7 separate regions of the Mus musculus genome follow, and all the other regions are linked to region 7. The links are chromatin contacts, called in public promoter capture Hi-C maps. All regions are on one chromosome and are shown on one strand. Each heading gives the region's core, a stretch centred on a gene start, on an enhancer-like site or on the middle of the called end of the contact. The rest is flanking DNA. Distances are from core to core; before and after follow the strand shown.

Region 1 (2,700 bases), core at 37-2,536, 1.6 Mb after region 7:
GATACCAACCAAGCTACAACCTTAAATTCTTTTCAGTAAATCCTACCTTGCAGTATTGGAACTGAACCTGGGCCCTCAAACATGGCCGGCATTTTGTTACTAAGTTGCACCCATTATCTGGCTTTGTTTTGTCTTTAAACTTTAGTTGCTTCGTCTGTCCTGGAACTGTGTAGTCCAAGCAGGCCTTGGCCAGTCTGTCCTCTTGCCTCAGTCTCCCCAGTAGCTAGGGTGACAGGCCTGCACCGTTACTTTCAGGTTTTCCAAAGTCAGGGATTGGCAAGCAAAGCAGCGGCATCAGGCGGTACAGCCATTTCCGGGGGATCGCACGCCCTCTTCTGAACGCCTGGGGTACTGCATGGATGGGATGCATTTGCATAGGTTTTATGATGACTTCAAGTCAGAGTAATTAAGAGGCCAGAAAGAATATGAGGGAAAAACACCCTCTCCATGTTCTCTCCCCAAACCCAAGGCGTGGGTATTTAAAAGACTTTAATCCCTGCAGAGGCAGGAAGATCTGAGTTTGAGGCCAGCCTGGTCTACAGAAGAGTTCCCTGACTGCTGGGGCAGCATAGAGAAACTTTCTTTGTCTTGGGAAAAAAGCAAAAAACACAAGAGAATGTTATATGTAAAACAAGACAATTTTATATGTATGGGTATTTTGCCTGCGTGTATGTAAATATATGTAAATATAGGAAGTATGATCCCGAGGAACTGGAGTGGCAGATGGCCGAGATCCATCATGTTGGTGCTGGGAATCGAACCCTGGTCCTCTGGAAGAAAGCCAGTGGTCCTAACAGCTGAGCCATCTCTCCAGGCCTCACCCTCCATTTTTTTTAAGAATCTGGAAATGGAGCTCAGCCTATGAGGTCCCTTCCATGCCCAGCACTACATGAACCCTTGGTGGTGGCTCACACGGGTGACCCCAGCACTCAGGCAGAGGCTGTAGGGTCAGCAGTTCGAGGCTAGCACCCCTGTGCATGCTCTGCAGGCTACCCCTAAGCCCCAGATCCTGACACTTGGAATCAATAGGGATGACCGTCCTGCCCCAGTCTCGGTCTCACCCAAGGTGGCGGCAGATGGTCGGTGGCGGGTCGCGATGCTGGTGGGGAGGGCTGCCACGCGCCTCGCGCCTCGTTGCCAGGACACCTAAGCTGTTTGTTTGGCAACACCGGGCGTTCCCACTCCTGCTCAGTTCGCAGGGTGGGGATGTGGAGTGTGTGACAGCATCGACGTGGGGCTCAGTGGCTCCACCCAGCCACGCCGCCCCTGCCTCATCCCCCCAAGTGGTTTAGCCCACCCGCACCCCGTGCCGCCCAGCCAGCCAGAGCGGGCGGGCCGGCAGAGAAGGAAGTGAGCTGAGTGGAGAGAGGGAAGGGGAGGGAGAAAGTGGAGGGGGAGGGCGGAGGTGAGCCACGGAGGGGAAGGGATGAAAGAGGGGAAGGGAGAGGGGAAGAGGAGGTGAGGGGAAGAGGCATACTGAGAGGGAGAGACAAGGGGTGGTGAGGGATGGAGAGGGGTAAGGGGAGGGGCGTCCGTCGGGGCTGCGGCCTCAGTTTCTTCCTGCGCCAGCTCTGGTCCCCCCTGGCCCTGACGAGCCCCCAACATTTGTCACCACACAGATACCACCACCACCACCATCACCAGGATGCCAGACGTGAAAGAGAGGGCGGCCCGGAAGGAGCCCGGCGCGGCAGAGAGCGCCTCCCGTGAATCCCGCGGGGGAAACACCCGGGAGAGCGCGAGCAGCGCCCAGGGGCACCGATCGTGTAGGTTCAACCGTCGCCCGAGCACGGCCGCCCTCACCCCAGGGTCCGCGCAGGGGCGCGGGGTAAAGACGGCGCCACGAGGTCCCGTGGGCCACGGAGGACTGCGGACTGGCCCGACCTCCCGGTGTCCCCAGCCCTCCGCCCGAGCGAAGCTCCCCTCGGTCACGCGTGGGGCACCGCTTCCGCCATCCCCGGGAAAGGGCCACCTCGGCGGGACCCCGAGCTCGCACAGGCTAGGTATCTGCTTGAGGCAGGGTCCCCCAAGTGCGGGGACTGCAGGTCCGGACCTCCCTCCCCCTCGTTTCAAATGCTCCCGCACAAGCGTTGCCATGGATTTCCTGTGACGCTGGACAGTTAGTCTCTCCTCTGTGGCCACGCGGGGTCGCTGCTGCTTAACGCTGTGACTTGAGACAAGATCCAGGTGTACCCGGAGGGGTGGGGTGGGGTGGGTTGGGTTCGGGCTGGGGTTGTGTATCCAAATAGGAACCTGGCCTGTGGGGTTCAAGGTCAGGGCGTGCTGGTGCTGCTGGTTTGGAAACAGTTCTTACAATGGCTGTTGCATCCATAGGTACAGTGACTCCTGAGTATACAATCAAATTCCTTTTGTAAAAATTTGGAACTGTGTATAACACGTTGGCTTTGTTGTGTTGCAGTTTTCTTTTTTTAGGGGGGCAATCTGAATTTTTAAGAATTGTAGCCACACTTAAATCTCTACTCTTTAAGCCCTCCTTGTTCCGGAGTGCTCTGGGCGGAACTGGCTGCTTCTTGCAGTTGGAGAGTTTCTTGAGGAGTGGCTGTAGCTTTGAAGGTTTCCTTTCACCTCGGATTTGTTTACGGATCTGATTGTGTCATGCCAGCCATTTCGGCTGGGATAATGAAGGACTGCACAGATGCTGGGAAGAGCAGGGTCCGGTCACCTTTGTTTTTATAAAAA
Region 2 (2,700 bases), core at 22-2,521, 1.5 Mb after region 7:
CAGAATCTACCTCCCCAGGCAAAATCTTGCTAAGAGGAATTTTCTTTTTGTCCATATAAATCTCTTTTGGGTGAGGACAGCGTGGGGGGAGGGGTACAGCAGGTCAATGGGGGGAGGGGAGGCTGTCCCCAGAGAACTGTGGGACACCAGCCTGGTTTCTGCCAGCGCAGCCTTGGGACTGGCTGGCCCAGGAGCGCGGGGTCAGGGACCGGGGCAGGAGGGCCTCCCAGTCTCCCTCTAATTCCTAGAGGGATCTGTCAGAGCTCCCAGCCTGGAATTTTACTTTGTTATTTTAATGCAATTCTAACCTGGATTTAAATGGAATTGGAAACCCCAGGCCTTAATAAATAAATATTATGATAAGAAATGAAAGCCATGCGAGACGAAAGGGATTCCCCCCCCCCAAAGGCAGAAACGCAACGTTCGTGCCAGAAGGCAGTCACAGACATTTTCTCCTACTGCTCCTACTATTCTGTGACAGGCAGTCGGTTTCACCGCGAAAGAGGTGTTTTTCTTTAACATCCTTCGACTTGATAAGACGGTAACTTCGAAATTTCGGCCTGACTCTGCCTCATGCGGGCAGGGGAGGAGGTTACGAAGCGTATAGCAGAGTTGAAAACTTCCTTCCCTCAGTCTCAAGCTCCAAAGTGGAGTCCCTGGCAATGTTTGAGAGAAGATTCTCTCTGACCTCGGAGGAAGATGCTAGATGGTGGCAGGGAAGCCGGCAGAAGTGCATGCATGCTCCTTTCTGCTGGCCGCCCCCCTCCCCAGGCGCTATTGCCTGTCGCGCAGCGCCCCGAGGTCTAGCGTCCCTGTGCCCCACTGGCCGAAGAGTCGGGGGGCACAGGGCCGGGTCCTGACAGCCACGCACTTCTAGACACCTGCCCTGGTGGCTCGGGCCCCGCCGTCCCGCCGCCCCTCTGTCCCGCCGCCCCGCCGCCCCACAATCCCGCACCGCGCCTCCCTTACCTTGCGCAGCTTTGCCATGCTGGGCGGCGCGCGCGTGGACCAGCAGGAGGAGCAGGCAGAGCCCGGGGACGCGCCCCGAGCCCATGGCCTGGAGCTCCGCGCGGCGGGGCCGCGGGGGTGTCGCAGCCCCGGGGAGGGCGCGAGGAGGAGGGGGAGGGGACTGGAAGGCGCCCCGCGGAGGCTCCGGGCTGGGCGTGGGGAGCGCGCGGTGGGGAACGCGGGCAGGCGCGGGGCGGCGGCCCGAGGGGCGGCCCGGGCTATCGCACCCGACGCCCAGCTTCGCCCGCGGGGAGCTGTAGCCTGAGAGCGAGCGCGCAGAGCCGGAGCTGGGACCTGAGAAAGGGGAGGGGAGACGTAGCGCCTAAACACGCCCTTTCTGCCTCTTTCTTCCTCCCTTGCTTTCTCGTCTCCCGGGCTCCGTCTGTTTTTCTTCGCCTTTCTCCTCCTCCTCCTCCTCTTTCTCCTCCTCTCCTTGCTCCTTTTCGTTTTCTTCCTCCTCCCCTTCCCACTGCCCCTCCTGCTTCTCCTCTCCGTCCTCCTCCTCCTCCACCTCCTTTTTCGTGCCCTTTTTTTTTTTTCTTTCAAAGGGGGCCTCGGCGTGGCGGCCGCTCCCCCTGCGCGCCCGGGCGCGCGGCCCCCTCCCCAGGCTGCCGGGCCGCTGCCTGCAGGAATTTACAATCCGGCGCTGGGGGAGCGGGCCCGGTCTCCATGGAGACGGCTTCCCCGGGAGCAGGGAGGTCAGGCGCAGACCGCGCACAATCAATGGATCAATGCAAGCCCCCGCTCCGCTCCAGACCAAACAGCACCGGGGCTCCGGCTCGTCCGCTCGTTCCCTGTGGGGAGCTAGCGGGGGAGCCGAGGGTGCGCCCCCCGCGCTCGCACGTCAGGAGGGCCGAACGGCGAAGGTCTGCACGCGCACCTCGGCGGGGAGACAAAGAGGGCGCGAGGTGTCGAGAAAGCTTGGAAGGGCTGCACCTCGGAACAGAGATGGGCTGGGACTCCGGTCCAAGGAACGTCCTCCGAACCTTTAGCCCTAAAGTCACTCCCACCCTCTGGACACAATCCTCATACTCAGATGAGTCCTGGCTAAAACTGCCCGGCTCCAAGGGCAGGCTCTGTGGGCGTTGAAGGTAGCCCGCTGAGACGCCCTTCTCGGCGTGGCTCCCATATGCACTGTCTAGTGCTCAGCACACCGGTAGAAGCTACCCCACGATCATCTTTGGCACACACAAAGGCTCTGTACAATCTCTCCAAACCGGCTTCCAGTGCTAACCTCACTGGCAGCAGAGATTAGGTTTAAAGTAGAGACACTCTGCCGATGGAGCAAGTTCCCCTGGGTCCTGGACACTGTCCCCTTTCCCCCTATCCCTTTAGTCGCTCTGAGCCAATTGTACCAGGCCTCAGAGTCCTGCCTGCTTCAGAGCCAATTTTGTGCAGGAAAAAAAAAAAAAATCCCAGGGTACCCAGGAAAACTGGGCAATGACCAAGGTCTCCCTAAAGATGACTCAGTCCTCAAACCCTTGGCATTGGCAGCGGGCTTCAGCTGGGGTGGGGGTGGGCTCTGTAAGCAGACGCCTGCCTACCCTGGAGAAGAGTTGAGCCCTCCCTTTAGCAGGGATTAAATGAAAGGGTAAGAGAACGAACAGAGAAAGAGGCTTTGACTTCCCAGTTCCAGCTCCTGAGAAGCCTCTTGGCTTCCGGTCCCATCTCGATTGACCTCAGTTTCCCCAG
Region 3 (2,700 bases), core at 70-2,569, 1.9 Mb before region 7:
TGTTCTATCCTAAAGCACAGGGGTCTCTCTTAAGGAGCATCAACTCCTGGTGCCCTGGTGGCCAAAGTTCTCCAGGAAGAACCTTAAGCTTCAACGGTACCTCACACAATGGTGGATCTAAGACTCAGCGCGCTATTGCCAACGGGATGGCCCGCACAGGCTGGGAGGGTTTAGGGACTCTTGCCTGCCTCACCTGGACACCGAATGAGCAACAAAAAGCGTGCTAGCAACGCGTTCCCGCCTCAGTCAAATCCTTCCCTGGAGTGTTTAGGGAAAGCTCATTTTTCTAGTGCTATGACAGGAGGCCTGCTTAGAGGCGTGTTCTTCCATCCTTTAGTGGAAATCACCCACATCTTTAAAAAAAATAAAATAAAACAAAAACAAGTCACTTCTGGAAGAGGCTTCCCTGTCGAGCCGACACCCACGTCTCAACTATCCAGAATCCCTGATGTGTGCTCAATCTTGGCCCCCGTGGCCCGCGCGCTCCCGGCTGGCGCGGTGGGACCGACCGCGCAGGCTACGGCCTCCGGAGCCTGGAGCCGCGACGTCGCCGGGCTCGGTGCTCCTAGCCGCACCGCTTCCCTTCTCAGATACACACGGAGCAGGCACAGCGGACCAAGCGCTCCTCGAGAAGCTCTCCCCGACGGGCCGTGGACACGCGCGACACGCTGTCACCATCCGCGGACTCCCCCGGGAAGCCCCACACCGGCTCCGGCCGCCCCTCTGGGCTGCCGACCCCGCCGCCATCTTCCTGCCGCGCCGCCCCCGGGCCTCGGCCCTCGGCCCTCAGCCCGCCGCCGCGCGCCCCCGCCGGCCCGCGCGCCCCCGCAGCCGCGAGCTGCACTCCGTGAGCGACGGTTAGGCGCGCGCTTCGAGCGGGCCCAGCGCGGAGGCCCTGCCGCCTTCGAGAAATTTCCGCGCCCCTGAACCCACACAGGAAAACAAGCCGGGCGCGCCCCCGCGCCGCGGCCTCAGCGCCCCCTCCCCCCATCGGCGCACCCCTCCCCCCGCCCCCGCCCCCGCCCCGGGCGCGGGTCAAGTGCGGCCCGGGGCACCGCCCGCCCGACCGCCCGCCTGGCCCGCGGCGGAAGAGGCAGCGGCGGAGGCGGCGGCAGCGGCGGCCTCGGCCGGTGTGATTGATAGGGACGGCGGCAGCGAGAGCGGCGGCGGCGGCGGCGGCGGAGCGGTTGAGTGACAGCTTACCTGGGTGCCAATCTTCATCACACTGACAAGCGGCTGCAGCAATCGGGACCCGCAGTGCCGCGCCCGCGTCCAACCGTCACGCCGACGCCGGGCCACGCGACACAGCCTCGCTCAATGGGAGGAGGGCGACGCCGATGCGCGCCGCATCAATATTCACCGCGGGGGCGGGGCCTGCCGACCCCGGGCCCCGCCCCCGCCCAGCGCGACGGCGGGCGGGGGGCGGGGCGGGTGGGGCGGGGGCGAGGCAGGGGGCGGGGGAGGGCCCAAGCGGGGCGGGGCAGAGGCCGGTCCCGCCCCGCTGCGCGCACTCAGCCAGGCCCCACCCAGCGGCCCAGCCCGGGCGCCAGTAGCAGCCTGCCCCGCCCCAGAGGCAGAGCTTATGTTTCATGACCACGCCGTGGGGCGTGGCCCAGAGAGCTATAGACCACGCCTCCTCTGCGCACTCGTCTGCTCCCTCCCTTCGGATAAAGGTTTGTGGAACTGGGTGGAACCATCTGCAGCTCAGGCGGGGAGTACGGGCTGTACCATCAGAGGACCTTCGCGATTCTGGGCCTCCCGGCTCTAGCCCTTCGTTCTGAGCGGCGCCTCGCAATCAAGGTTCTGGAGCTGGGGTAGGCGCGAGGAGGTAGGCGTTCATCTTTAAAGACCGAAGGACTGAGCGCTTGAGATGTTTGCCCTGGGATCTAACCATGGATGCAGTCTCCTGACTGACCGTGAAGTGACTGCGGTCTGACATCTGGTCCGTTAGGACTCCAGGCCAAAAAAAAAAAAAAAAAAAAAAAAAAAAAAAAGAAAGAAAAAGAAAGAAAGAGACCTTTCCTTAGGAGGACTGGACAGTGTTGTCTCTAGTTGAAGCTCTGCCTAACCAGATCATCTGCAGCAGCGTACCCCGGGCCCCGTGGCTTCACTGATCGAAGTAAAAGACAGAGCGAAAGAGGCCCTCAATTTGCCTGGCTTGTCTAGGCAACAGTTTTATGCAGTGGCCGCCTGAGTGTGTGATCGGTGCTTCTCATCCGTACACAGATTAAAGCGGTTCTGATGACCCCACACTCCTCAGGAGGAGCCTTGTACCCCAGGACTGTTGGCTGGAAGGGGCCTGAGGAAGCCGCAGCATGTGTTTGGTAGGACACCCTCCTGTGTCCTCAAGGCTCCACAGACACCCCAAGGCATCACTCTCTTTGTAGCTACAGTTCGGTTCACCACAGAACCCACGTGGAAGGAGAAAACCAACTACCAACACATGTGTGGTATGCACACACATTTGTCCACATACAATAGCAACAACAATATTAAAATTTGAAAAACTGGGTTTGGGAGCTGAAGATATGGCTCAGCTGATAAGAGTGCTTACCTAGCATACACAAAACCCTAGGTGGGATCCCCAACACACATTAAACCTTACCAGGTTTAATATGGTGACATATGCCTGTTATCTCAGCACTTGGGTAGTCGAAGCACAAAGATCAGAAGGTCAAATTCATTCTTATCTACCTTTTG
Region 4 (2,700 bases), core at 43-2,542, 1.8 Mb after region 7:
GCAATAACTGCATTTGCTCAAGGTTCTGCTCTGAAATTTGGATATGATAACAATCACCAGGCGATTTTGAGCCTCCTCCCAGGCCCACTGACTTCAGTTGAGTCTCTTTTCAGAAGTAGTTGTGACAGTAGTTATCCCAGCAAGTAGGGGTAGGAGGATGAGATCAAAGGCAACTCCAGGAAGAAAGCCCGCCTCTGCCTCTTGAGTGCTGGGGTGGTTTATTTTTTAAAGGCAGGGTCTAGAGTATCTCTGGCTGGCATCAAACACACAGAAATTTGCCTGCCTCCCCAGTGCCGCCACCCTTGGCTGTCAGCCAGGCCTTATATGCAAGAGCGAAGTATCTCTGCTCTCAGGAACCCAGGTCTTCATACCTTCGGGGAAACAGCTTAAGCCAAGTCCCCAGTTGCCCAGTTTCTTACCCACCCCCATCCCTGTACCTAGTCATATCTAACAGGTGACACTGAGAAAATACTTGGTGACAGAACGGGCAGATGAGTCTCTCCACAGCTGAGCTTCTTAATCCTTCAGCTTCAAATGGAGCCTCACATTAGTAGATACACTGGATACTGTCTACAGTCATTTTTTTGGTCGTGGATTTTAGAGACAGAACAAGATTTGCTAAATTCTAGGGTATTGACCTTTCTTTGCAGAGGATCGGTTCCTCTGACCTGTAACTGGTGCTTGCATTAGGCTGCCTTTATTTTCTGGAAACGTAATGCTAAGGTTGCATAGTAACATAGGCAGTCATGAGAAACTCAGGTCAGAATCCAGAGACTAAGCGTGCACCGCCGCGACCTTGGGAAAATGTCTGTTTGAATACTAAGTCCCCTGAGAGCGGAGCAGCAAGAGTCCGCTCTGTGCTGCCCTTTGCCCTTTGCCCCAGTCCCAGCCTCTGTTCCTGTGGCGACTTCGGGTTCCCAGCCTGAGCATGGGTGGGGTCGCTCGTCTCCGAAGCACCTCTCAGACTCGTGACTCCTCCCACGCAGTGTGGGGACTCAGGCGAGGACAGAGACCCGCCCAGTATCCGCTCTTTCCGGCTTCCCGTTTCCTGCCCCCTCCGCTCTGTCGCGGTGAGGTCACGCGAGAGACGTCACCGAGTTATGACGTCACTGAAGGCGGGCTTTCGGGAGAGGAAGGGGCGGGGTCCGAGCGGCCCCGCGCGTGCGCGTTGGGCGCGGCCCGGGAGGAGGCGGAGGCGGCGGTGCTGCGAACCGCGGCGGCAGCAGCGGCGGCGGCGGAGGCGGGCGCTGGGGGGGGTGGGAGGGGGGGGAGCGCGAGCCCCAGAGCCAGCGAGAGAGGAGCGAGCGGTGCGGTGCGGCGCGGCTCGGCGCGGCGCGCGCAGCCCATGAGGCGGTGAGAGGCCTGGGGCCTGTCTCGGAGCAGTGCGCGCGGCGCCGGCCAGCAGCGGGCCGCCCTTCGTGGGCTCGGGCCCGGGCGCGGCGGCCGCCCGTGGAGAAGCAGGTCGGGGCGGTGGAAGCTGTGCGTCCGGGCCCCCCGCCATGGAGGGCATGGACGTGGACTTGGATCCGGAGCTCATGCAGAAGTTCAGCTGCCTGGGCACCACAGACAAGGACGTGCTCATCTCCGAGTTCCAGCGGCTACTCGGCTTCCAGCTCAACCCGGCCGGCTGCGCCTTCTTCCTGGACATGACCAACTGGTGAGTCCGCCCCACGCGGAGCCAATCCTGCTGGCAGCGGCCTCGCGGCCCCGAGGGCAAAAACACCGGAGCCCGCTCGTGGAGTACTCCCGGGCAGGGCAGGGCCCAGGCCGGGAGGTGGCAGGGAGTCAGAGCCCGAAGAACATGGGAAGAGGGGAGAAGTGGTGAGGTGGAAGCCAGGGGAGTCGATCTGGGGCGAAAAGCGTGTGTTCTGGGAGTAGAAAGCACAGGAAACGAGAGTTGCGAAGTGTTTTCCTTTTAAATAGGTGCGAAGTGTAGGAGCTGAGGATGACAGAACGGTGTGGAAACTCGAGGGAGTGTGTTAGGTGCTGAGGTCGAACTCTGGGCGCGGGAGAGGTCTCGGAGCTGAGAATAGATCTTGTGTCTCTTTGAGGAGATAAGGGCGAAAACGACTTTTGCGGCGGAGGGAACACAAATTATAATCAACTGAGTATGGTGAGAAAGGAAGAGTTGTGCCAGGGAGAAGTGACATCTAATGGAGGCGCCGGAGCGCCAGGCCTGCGACGAGGACTGGGAAAAGTCTTCAGAAAGTGGAGGGAAGCTGATCTTGGAGGCAGGAACTTTGTGAAGACACTGGCGTGCTGGGCAGAGGCTTGGCCTTGGGAACTTTGACGAGCTTACTGATTGGATGGGCTTAGTTGACAGAAAACTGAGAAATGTATAGGTTGGGGGCCAGGGGTTCTGGCTTGTAGTTGGGTTGTACAGGCTGAAGTGGAGCTGTCTCCAGGCACCGACGTGTGTCTTGGTTCTTAGAGCAGCACTTGCTGTTTTTGATAAGCAAGAATACTTTCTCTTGGTCTCCAAGTAGGGATTGTTAAGTTCACTCGGGAATTTAACCATTAGACTGGAGACCATTAGACGGCCTTTGAAAGGCTCTCAGGTGAAGCAACTAATCGGGATTTGAGCAAAAAGCAAGGGGGTGCATGCCCTTTGCCCCGTGTTGAGCGTTCAGTGCCCTGACGTGTGGAATCTTGTTTCTCTTGGCATCCCTTGAACAAACTCCCATTATTTCCATGTCCACC
Region 5 (2,700 bases), core at 186-2,685, 1.6 Mb before region 7:
GCACCCGACCAGGCTCAGGAGCACACAGAGAGCCCAGCCAAGCAAGAGTTGAGGGACGGACAGACACACCCACGATCCTCCCAGCTACCGGGCTCTGAGCTACCCAGAACCCATCAACCCTTCAAGGAGACTCAGGAGTGGGTGGGAGTTAGCAAAAGCAAGAGCAATGCCCCAAGGGGGGTTTTCCAGTCTTTAGCACACAGGCAACATCAAGGCAGCCTAAGGCAACCTGTCAAAATGATGGCACTTTATAAAAGGGCAAACCTGGGAACCAAACTCCCTCCAAAAGCTTCAAGAGTTTTGTTTTAAACCAAGACAAACACTAACTCCTCTAATCGAGCCCTTTCTAAGCGTTTAAAGGCTCCATTGGCCGTGGGAGATAAACAGAAACTGTTATTTTCACTTGTCCTGAGCTTAAATACAAGGAGTCAGAATTCTATCCACCATAGCTCTTAGCCCACTCACAGCAAACAACGCACCCCGGGTGTTCTCCACCGAACCAGACCTGTAACAATACTCCCAGGAACTCAGGGTGCAAACAGGACCCCCAAAAGAGGGAATTCTGTGTAAAGCCGAATAATATATTTACCAACTCGCCCAACTTCACGCAATTTAAGTTCCAGGGCGAGAAGGCAGGTAGGGAGGCAGGCAGGTGCAGAGAGCTCTAAAGACCAGGAAAAAGCACCTTAAGAATTTAAACCAAGAGCAAGGGGAGGGTCTTCCGTTCAAATGCAAATCTTTACCTGCGGGCCACCAAGATCCTTGGGTGGACCCTAAGTGCGCGGAGCTGGGGGACTTTTCCGGTGGTTTAAACCCTTTATTACCGCCCAGACGGTGGCTGTCACTGCGTTGGCCACAGAGCCCGGGCTCCGGGAAGCAGTTCTTTTAGCAAACAAACAACCGGAGCCCAGGGTGCTGGCTGAGAGCTTTCCCAAGGGCTTTGCGAGCCGGCTCCTCCTCCCAGGTCCTACAGCCGCTTGGCCGGGTGGTGAAGGCTACAGGCACGCCCACGTCCCCTACGAGCGGCAGCAGACAAAGCGCTGGGTCTCCGGCAGGCGTCTTCTCACAGCTGTCACTCGCGGCCTGGGGCCGGGAGGGGACCCAGCATCACAGCTAGGCGACCCCAGCCCCCGGGTCTCAGGGAACCTTTTGCTTCCACTTTCCCCGGGAATTCAACGTCACCAGCACCGGATCGCCCCCGCACTGTCTCTCAAGGCCACTCTAGGAGCCCTTACTTCAAAGACGTCCCACTCTAGGAAAAGCGCTTGGTTTGTCCCCGGCTCTCCAGCCACACAGCAGAGGGAGACAAACGGCGGAGAGGCCGAAGCGGGGCCCACGGCAGGTGCGTGGCGGCTGGCAGGTGAGCGCCGCTGGGGAGGGTCCTCCGTTGTCCCCGCGCCTACCTGCGCTCCGCAGCCCGCGTCGCGTGCTTCCTGCCGTCGACTTCCTGGAGCGGCCGCCCTTTCACTTTCCCGGCCCTGTGAACGCCGACCCTGTGCGGCTCCTCCCTCTCCCGCGCGCCCCCTGACCCCGGCCCCGCGCGCGCCCAAGGGATGCTCAGATCGCACACAGCCCGGAGATGCTCAGCTGGAGCATCCTCTAGCTGTTCCTGGGTCCCCACACCTGCCTGTCATGCTCTCCTAGGCCCCGCAGGACGCCGGGCTCTTACTGGCATGGTGCCCAGCAGCCAAACGCTAGCTCCTAGGGGACCTCACCACCACCAGGCTTTTGTCCCCGAGGCGGACCTTACTAATGCCAGCGACATAGACAAGTTCCGAGGTAAAGATTTGCTCCCTCGGAGTCCTGGACTGAGGATGGCCTCTCTCGGCCTACCACATCAAGTGTCAAGAGTCAAGAGCATCCGGTATGCTACAAATGGAGCTGGCACACGCCTGGTACCGCACCTGTGTCAGTGTGATAAATGGCTTGCATGGTTAAGTCCTGAAGGCCAGCCACCCCGGTCATGAGAAGTGCCCTGGCACACAGCTTCCTGGTCAATTCCGGATAATTATCTTTCAAACCCCACACCTCCTGCCAAGAATTGATCCTGGAAAGTCCGGGAAGGGCCTGATTACTTTTCTAAAGGGCATCTGCCTCACGCCTCCACGTGTCGGCCTGGCCTGGCATCCAAAGCCAGTCCTGCCGCTCAGCCCCCTGCCGCAGATCAGCACCTGCCTGGAACAGCAAAACCAGGCAGGAAAACAACTTCCTAGGAACACCCACTGGGTAAAACCGTGCCTAAACCAAAACCAACCCGATGCATGAACAGAGAGAGCCAGGGCGAGGGTGAGGAGTGTTTGGCGGGGGTAACTAGCGCCCTCTTCAGACTGGTTGGTGTACAGGCGGCCCACAGCTTCACTCTCCTCCCCACAGCCCACCCGCGCCACAAGCGCGAACGCAGTCTGCTGAATTGGGGAAGGCCCAGCCATACTTCTATCTACAGGCTTTTGAGAAGTGTTCTGTACCCTACAAGCAAAGTTGACTTCCTGTTTGAGCCACCTGCACCCACATCTCATATAGAAGTGGCCGGGGAACTCTGGCCACTCTACCCTGTTCCTTTGGCTAGATGTTTCCCACCCCACCCCCCTTTTTTTCCTCCCTAACTCTCCATTCCTTGTAGGCAGCAACTCAAGTGGACGCTTACATCTACTCTAGGCGCCTCCTCCCCATGTCACTAGTTCTCAGGCCTGCCATCACCAA
Region 6 (2,700 bases), core at 83-2,582, 1.8 Mb after region 7:
GCTCGCCTTCCCAAAGGTTTGGGACCTCATGGCACTGGAAATGCGGTCATTGTTCCTGGCACCGTAGAAACAAAAGAAAAGGGGGTAACGCGTACCTCTGTTTTCAACTCCATTCAAAACGCATAGATTCAATACGGGATAGGCGCGGAGATCTAGAACCAGACTTGAAAAATCCCTCCCTCTGGTGCCTCCTGGAGGGAAGACCTGAGAGTTTTACTTCTGCAGTTAGACTGGCATTGTGGCAACTGCCATTTGTCCCAGCAGTCGAGAAGCAGAAGCCGCTGGCTGCATCGCTGTGAGTTTAAGGTCAGCCTGATCTACAAAGCAAGTTACGGGCTAGCCAAGGCTACATAGTGAGACCCTCTCTCCAGAAAAAAAAAGGTGGGGGGGGGGGAGGGAGTACGGGGGTGGCTGGAGAGGTGGTTCCCTGTTAAGAGCACTGGTTGCTCTGCCAGAGAATCTAGGTTTGATTCCCATCACTTGTGGCGCCTCACAGCAGTCTGTAACTCCAGCTCCAGCGGATGTAACACCTTTTGCTGGCCTCCCAGGGTACCACGAACGCATGTGGAGCTCAGACTTACATGCAAAACACCCATACACATGAAAAAAAAATGTAAGAACTCTTAACAGACACTATCCTCGCACTCCATCCTACTAACTCTTCAGAAAAAGTCAGAAGAGACCTTCTTTCTCTTAGTTGTCATGAGAGACATTTTAAAAGTCAGATTTGGGGAACCATTTCCAATTTTTAATATTGGTGGACTAAGGAGGGAAATGTAATTGGGAAAGGATGACTTTTTTTTTTTTTTCTGTTTTTCCCTCACAACACTAGCCTGTTCTGACGCGAGGCAGGTGGCCAATATTTGAAGTGTTAAATGAAACCATTGGATACTTTCTGTTGGCGTTAGAGATGCTTGCGAAACAGAAGGGAAACTTCCCTGGTGGACACAAGCCGGTGGTCTTAGTTCTTTGGGAAATCCGAGGTTAGGTCGCTGCCGGAAGCTGCTCAGTCCACGGCAACAACAAGCAGCGGGACCGAGTTCTCTCCCTGTTCCCCGACTTTGGGCTGAAGGAGTAAAGTTAAAGAAGGGTTAATTGGCATTACATTCCCAGGAAGGAGAAGAAAAAGAAGGAAAAAGAAGTCTCTCGGGAAACGAATTACGCTCTTTCAAAAACGCTTCTGCCCTGAAGCGGAGGATCTAGACTTCTACATTTCTTTCACATTAAAACAAATTCCGTTTATATGAATCCCCTGGGCAACCAACGCGCTTCTGGAAGTGACCCCTCCCAGGATCCGTGGGCGTGACGTCATCGCGGCGCGACGACGAGCCCTCAGCTCCAGCTCCGCTCCACAGCTCCTTCTCCCGGCGGTGCTGCCATCGCCTCTGACCCCCTGCTCTCGCGATGGACAACCTCGGGGAGTCGCCCACAGACAAAGGCGGGGAGCCAGGGGAGTCAGAGGAGACGAGGGCTACTCCTGGGGCTTTGGTGGCAGCCGACACTGAGGGAATCCCGGAGGAAACCGACAGGGATGGAGACGCGGACTTGAAAGAAGCCGCGGCGGAGGAAAGCGAGGTAGGTGGAAGTTGGTGGATAACGCTGCAGGACTACCCGGGTGCGCTCCTGACTGCTTTCTTCCAAAGCCAGGGAACTAGAATTCCCCCACGACTGTTTGTGAGTCTGCAACCTTGAGGGGCAGGAGAGGGAACGGGAAGGTGTAGGTGCTGTTAGAGCCCTATTCAGGCCTGCTTGTACTCCAGCTCCTTTTGGGGGAAGGCTGAGGAGGAAGGTGGAGGAGACAAGAAGATAAAAGACGAGGAGAAAATGGTTAAGGACAAATAAATTTGAAAATCTGAAGCACAAAGGTTAGAAACACGCGTAGATCAATAGTGGAAAGTAAGTTAGAAAGGCTGTCAGATAGATAATGCCTTCTCTCCCCCTCTCCATATTTCTGTATGAGTTTAAATATGAATTCCTTCCTTCCTTTCTCTCTTTCTCTCTCTCCCTCTCTTTCTTTCTTCTCCTCCTCCTCCTTCTTCTTTCTCCTCCTCCTTCTCCTTCTCTTCTTCCCCTTCTTCCTCTTCTTCCTCCTCCTCCTTCGAGACAGGGTAGCCCTGGCTAACCTGGAACTCAGGTTCTATAGACCACACTGGCTTCGAATTCAGAGATCCCCTTGCCTCTGACTTCCAAGTGTTAGTATCAAAGGCATGTGCCACCACTTCCCGACATACCTTTCATTTTAAAGGAACCATTAAATCTCATTAATGAGTTTTGATGTATTACGATTTTATAGTAAGTTGGCTAGGACAGAGTTTGGATCACTCTTGTGAATAAAACGGTTAAGTGTTTATGTGAGGAGAAATGTAAATAGTAAACATCTTGAAGACGTTTTTAGCTTAGGGCAGGCGAAATTGTTCAGCAGGTCAGGGTGCTTGATCCCCAGAACCCACGTTAAGGTAGAAGCGGACTATCTGCACAAAGTTGTCCACTTACAAACCCACACACATGAATGTCCGTAGTAACTGAAAAATTGTGGGTTTTTAAGAATATTTTTTATATGAATGTTTTGCCTGTGTATTTTTGTTTGCCGTGTAATGTGCCTGGCACATTCCCTGTAAAAGTCAGAAGAAGGCATTAGATCCCCTGAAACTAGAGTTGCTAATGACTGCGAGCTGAAATGTGGGTGTTGGTAAATGGAAC
Region 7 (2,700 bases), core at 93-2,592:
GACAGCCAGGGCTACACAGAGAAACCCTGTCTCAAAAAGTCAAAAAAAAATTACAAAATCTTCAGGAAAAGTAGTGTATTCAAAGAACTCAGAAAAGAGAAAAGACTTAAAAGTTGGAGGTACACTGGTATCTTTGGGGAACAGGGACGCTGGGATACAAGAACAGACTTCTCTGGCGTTTGAGTCAGACATATAGTTTTAAGACCATGTGTTGTTTTGACTATGAACTGATACTCAATATTGTCTATGAAAATCAGAGCCAGTTCAACTTATTTCAAAATATTTGCTGGGGTGGAGGGAGAATGAGCATCAGCAGTCGAGGTAAGAAAGTAATGGAATTTGAAGGGATATAGCAATCCCTCCCCTTGAAACCTAGCAAAAGGTTTCCGTATTTCCAGCCCGAGGATGAACCTGTGGACCCAATGTACGATCATCCCAATCTCAGGTGGCAATTTCCTAAGTGACAGTAGCAGTGCCTATTAGAGGAAAGCAGGAAAGCCAGGCGACTGAGCCAACAGAAAGCCAGGCCCGAGGAGCCACATTTTTACTTGACATCACAGATAGGTGAGCCTACTGGAAAGCTCATCGCTGAGGCTTCACAGCACATAAAATGGGTCTCATTTAACTCTTAAGTCGTCCCGGTGGGTGTGGGTGAAGCGGGGGTGGGGGGTGCCACTGGGAACTCAGTGTGGTCTGCGATGGGGCAAGTGAGAGAACAGGAAACAGCTTTGTAGAAGGGCAAGGCGGCAGATACGAACGTCCCCCTCCACCACAGCACCTTCGACTGGGGCCTCGCAGGGAATCCAAGCCAATCCTCTCATTTCCTCGGCCAGGGGAAGGCCAAAGGGCTATCGAGTGACCTACAATGGCAGACGCGCTGTGACCAGGCACTTCTAAGCGCTGCTAACCCCCGTATGCAGAGGGGAAAGAAGGGAACGCCATCTCCCCGACGGAGCTTCTCCTTTGGAAACGTCAGGTGTGATACTGTGTGCGCGGCGACCAGCAGCAGCGGCAACCTCGGCTCCGAGAGGTTGCTGGGGACAAGACAGGGGGCAGGAGCAGAGAGAGGCTACCCGAAAGCGGGCAAAGCGGCCGCCGCAGGGGAAGGATGCTGTGCCCGTGCGCCCGCCCGCTCGCACCCCCGGGGCCGCGCGCCTGCACTCACGCTGAGGGGATGGGGCGAGTAGCCGGCGAGCGGAGACGAGGGACCAGGCCGCCACTGTCGCCGCCCAGGCTGGCCCTGCAACCTCCTCCTCCCTCACTTTCGTTTTCCTCGCAGGGCCGGCTAGCTGCGCGGTCGCGCTCGGAACCCGCCCCGCGGGCGGCGCCGCTTGATAACGTCACGAGCCCGCCAGCCCCGCCCCCGCTGGGCTCAGGCTTGGCCCTGGGGAACTGCCCAGGTCGCACAGCGCGCAGGACCCGAGGCGCCTGCGCGGAAGGGGGACCGCGAAAGAATGGGGGGGCAGAGAAAAGCCACTAGGAAAATAACCCTTGTCTACTCTCGCCCTAAAGAAGGGAAATCAATACTTCACCTCAGTTTATTCATCTTGTTATGGATTACCTGAAGAAGGAAAACTCCCAAGATGTCTTAATAAATCATGTGGAGTCTTTATTATTTATTACCACCGGTGGGGCTGTCTCAGGCAGAGGAGCGGGAAGCACCCTCGGACCTCCAGTTTGTTCGACATTTTAAAGACAAGGACTGCAACTGTGATGTATACAGAAAGGCAGCTCCAAACATGTGCAACAAGCAAACATTGCTTTTTTTTTCTTTTCAGAAGCAGAGTGATAACAATTAAATGGTCAGGCAGTTAACCTTTAGGTCAGAATCACAATCACATGGTATAGAAATTTATGGCTGATCAAGAGACCAGTTTAGCATAAGATTTAATGACTGGTCGAAGTGACCGGAGACGAATTTTTGCCCAAAATAGTTTTAGCAATGAAAGTATTCTTAGGAGCTAGGTGGTAGTGTCGAACACCTTTAATGCCAGCACTCAGAAAGCAGAGACAGGCATATCTCTGTGAGTTCGAAGCCAGCCTAGTCTACATAGCTACTTCCAGGACAGCCAGGGATATATTGTAAGACCCTGACTTGGAAAGTGGGAAAAAAAAATCCTAGAAAGTGTTTCACAACATGGCGTAACTAGTTTGGTAGCTTACTACAGTATCGTCATTATATAGATTTAAGAATACAGTCAGAGGAGCCGGGCGTGGTGGCACACGCCTTTAATCCCAGCACTCGGGAGGCAGAGGCAGGCCTATTTCTGAGTTCGAGGCCAGCCTGGTCTACAAAGTGAGTTCCAGGACAGCCAGGGCTACACAGAGAAACCCTGTCTCGAAAAACAAAACAAACAACAACAACAACAAAAAAGAATACAGTCAGAGACACAAACTGGCCAAGGTCAAAGACCTGTTCCTGTTCCATAGGACATATTTAACATTGGACTAGGCATAGCTCAGTGTCAAGACTGTTCGTCCGGTACACACCAGATCCTAGATCTGATTCTCAATGCCTCAGACTAAAAGAAATAATGGCATCTGTGGCATTTGACCATATGCACTGAGATGGGCTGTAACTCTAACTCCTCTTCCCATTTTCAGACCAATATAACTTTGTTGGACATTCTCAGCTGCGTTTGTCTCTTAAACCCCGAGACTTCAAATGTCAACATATGTTCTCCCATAATGCTGCTTTTT

Evidence for each region. Promoter capture Hi-C pulls out the DNA fragments that hold promoters and counts their contacts. Capture Hi-C pulls out chosen DNA fragments and counts their contacts.
Region 1: a promoter capture Hi-C map of liver shows a contact between it and region 7, with 2.4 times the contacts expected there. The contact joins the promoter of Tcp11 here to the promoter of Cmtr1 in region 7. A contact is called at or near these places in 2 of 39 promoter capture datasets (liver and pre-B cells).
Region 2: a promoter capture Hi-C map of liver shows a contact between it and region 7, with 2.3 times the contacts expected there. The contact joins the promoter of Scube3 here to the promoter of Cmtr1 in region 7. A contact is called at or near these places in 2 of 39 promoter capture datasets (liver and pre-B cells).
Region 3: a promoter capture Hi-C map of liver shows a contact between it and region 7, with 3 times the contacts expected there. The contact joins the promoter of Pknox1 here to the promoter of Cmtr1 in region 7. A contact is called at or near these places in 2 of 39 promoter capture datasets (liver and pre-B cells) and 1 of 115 datasets of contacts at active chromatin or transcription factors (astrocytes).
Region 4: a contact with region 7 is called in a promoter capture Hi-C map of pre-B cells, with 3 times the contacts expected there. The contact joins the promoter of Ilrun here to the promoter of Cmtr1 in region 7.
Region 5: a contact with region 7 is called in a promoter capture Hi-C map of liver, with 5 times the contacts expected there. The contact joins the promoter of Slc37a1 here to the promoter of Cmtr1 in region 7. A contact is called at or near these places in 3 of 39 promoter capture datasets (liver and pre-B cells) and 1 of 115 datasets of contacts at active chromatin or transcription factors (embryonic stem cells).
Region 6: a promoter capture Hi-C map of liver shows a contact between it and region 7, with 3 times the contacts expected there. The contact joins the promoter of Taf11 here to the promoter of Cmtr1 in region 7. A contact is called at or near these places in 1 of 484 Hi-C or Micro-C datasets (CD4 T cells) and 3 of 9 other capture datasets (adipose tissue, liver and pancreatic islet).

Annotation. Positions count from the first base shown.
Region 1 is chr17:28,079,225-28,081,924 of GRCm38.p6, reverse strand. Tcp11 (t-complex protein 11) reads left to right here and starts at 1,286. Exons shown (of 10, transcript NM_001085555.1): 1 at 1,286-1,350; 2 at 1,620-1,766. The coding sequence starts at 1,646.
Region 2 is chr17:28,140,880-28,143,579 of GRCm38.p6, reverse strand. Scube3 (signal peptide, CUB domain, EGF-like 3) reads right to left here and starts at 1,271. Exons shown (of 22, transcript NM_001004366.2): 1 at 970-1,271. The coding sequence starts at 1,054.
Region 3 is chr17:31,563,392-31,566,091 of GRCm38.p6, reverse strand. Pknox1 (Pbx/knotted 1 homeobox) reads right to left here and starts at 1,319. Exons shown (of 11, transcript NM_016670.3): 1 at 1,204-1,319.
Region 4 is chr17:27,819,134-27,821,833 of GRCm38.p6, reverse strand. It overlaps Ilrun (inflammation and lipid regulator with UBA-like and NBR1-like domains), which reads left to right and starts at 1,292. Exons shown (of 5, transcript NM_001033279.3): 1 at 1,292-1,657. The coding sequence starts at 1,500.
Region 5 is chr17:31,294,959-31,297,658 of GRCm38.p6, reverse strand. It overlaps Slc37a1 (solute carrier family 37 (glycerol-3-phosphate transporter), member 1), which reads right to left and starts at 1,435. Exons shown (of 20, transcript NM_001242427.1): 1 at 744-1,435.
Region 6 is chr17:27,906,376-27,909,075 of GRCm38.p6, reverse strand. It overlaps Taf11 (TATA-box binding protein associated factor 11), which reads left to right and starts at 1,332. Exons shown (of 5, transcript NM_001379368.1): 1 at 1,332-1,575. The coding sequence starts at 1,405.
Region 7 is chr17:29,659,237-29,661,936 of GRCm38.p6, reverse strand. It overlaps Cmtr1 (cap methyltransferase 1), which reads right to left and starts at 1,342. Exons shown (of 24, transcript NM_028791.6): 1 at 1,166-1,342. The region is part of intron 7 of Gm28043 (predicted gene, 28043); the gene reads right to left.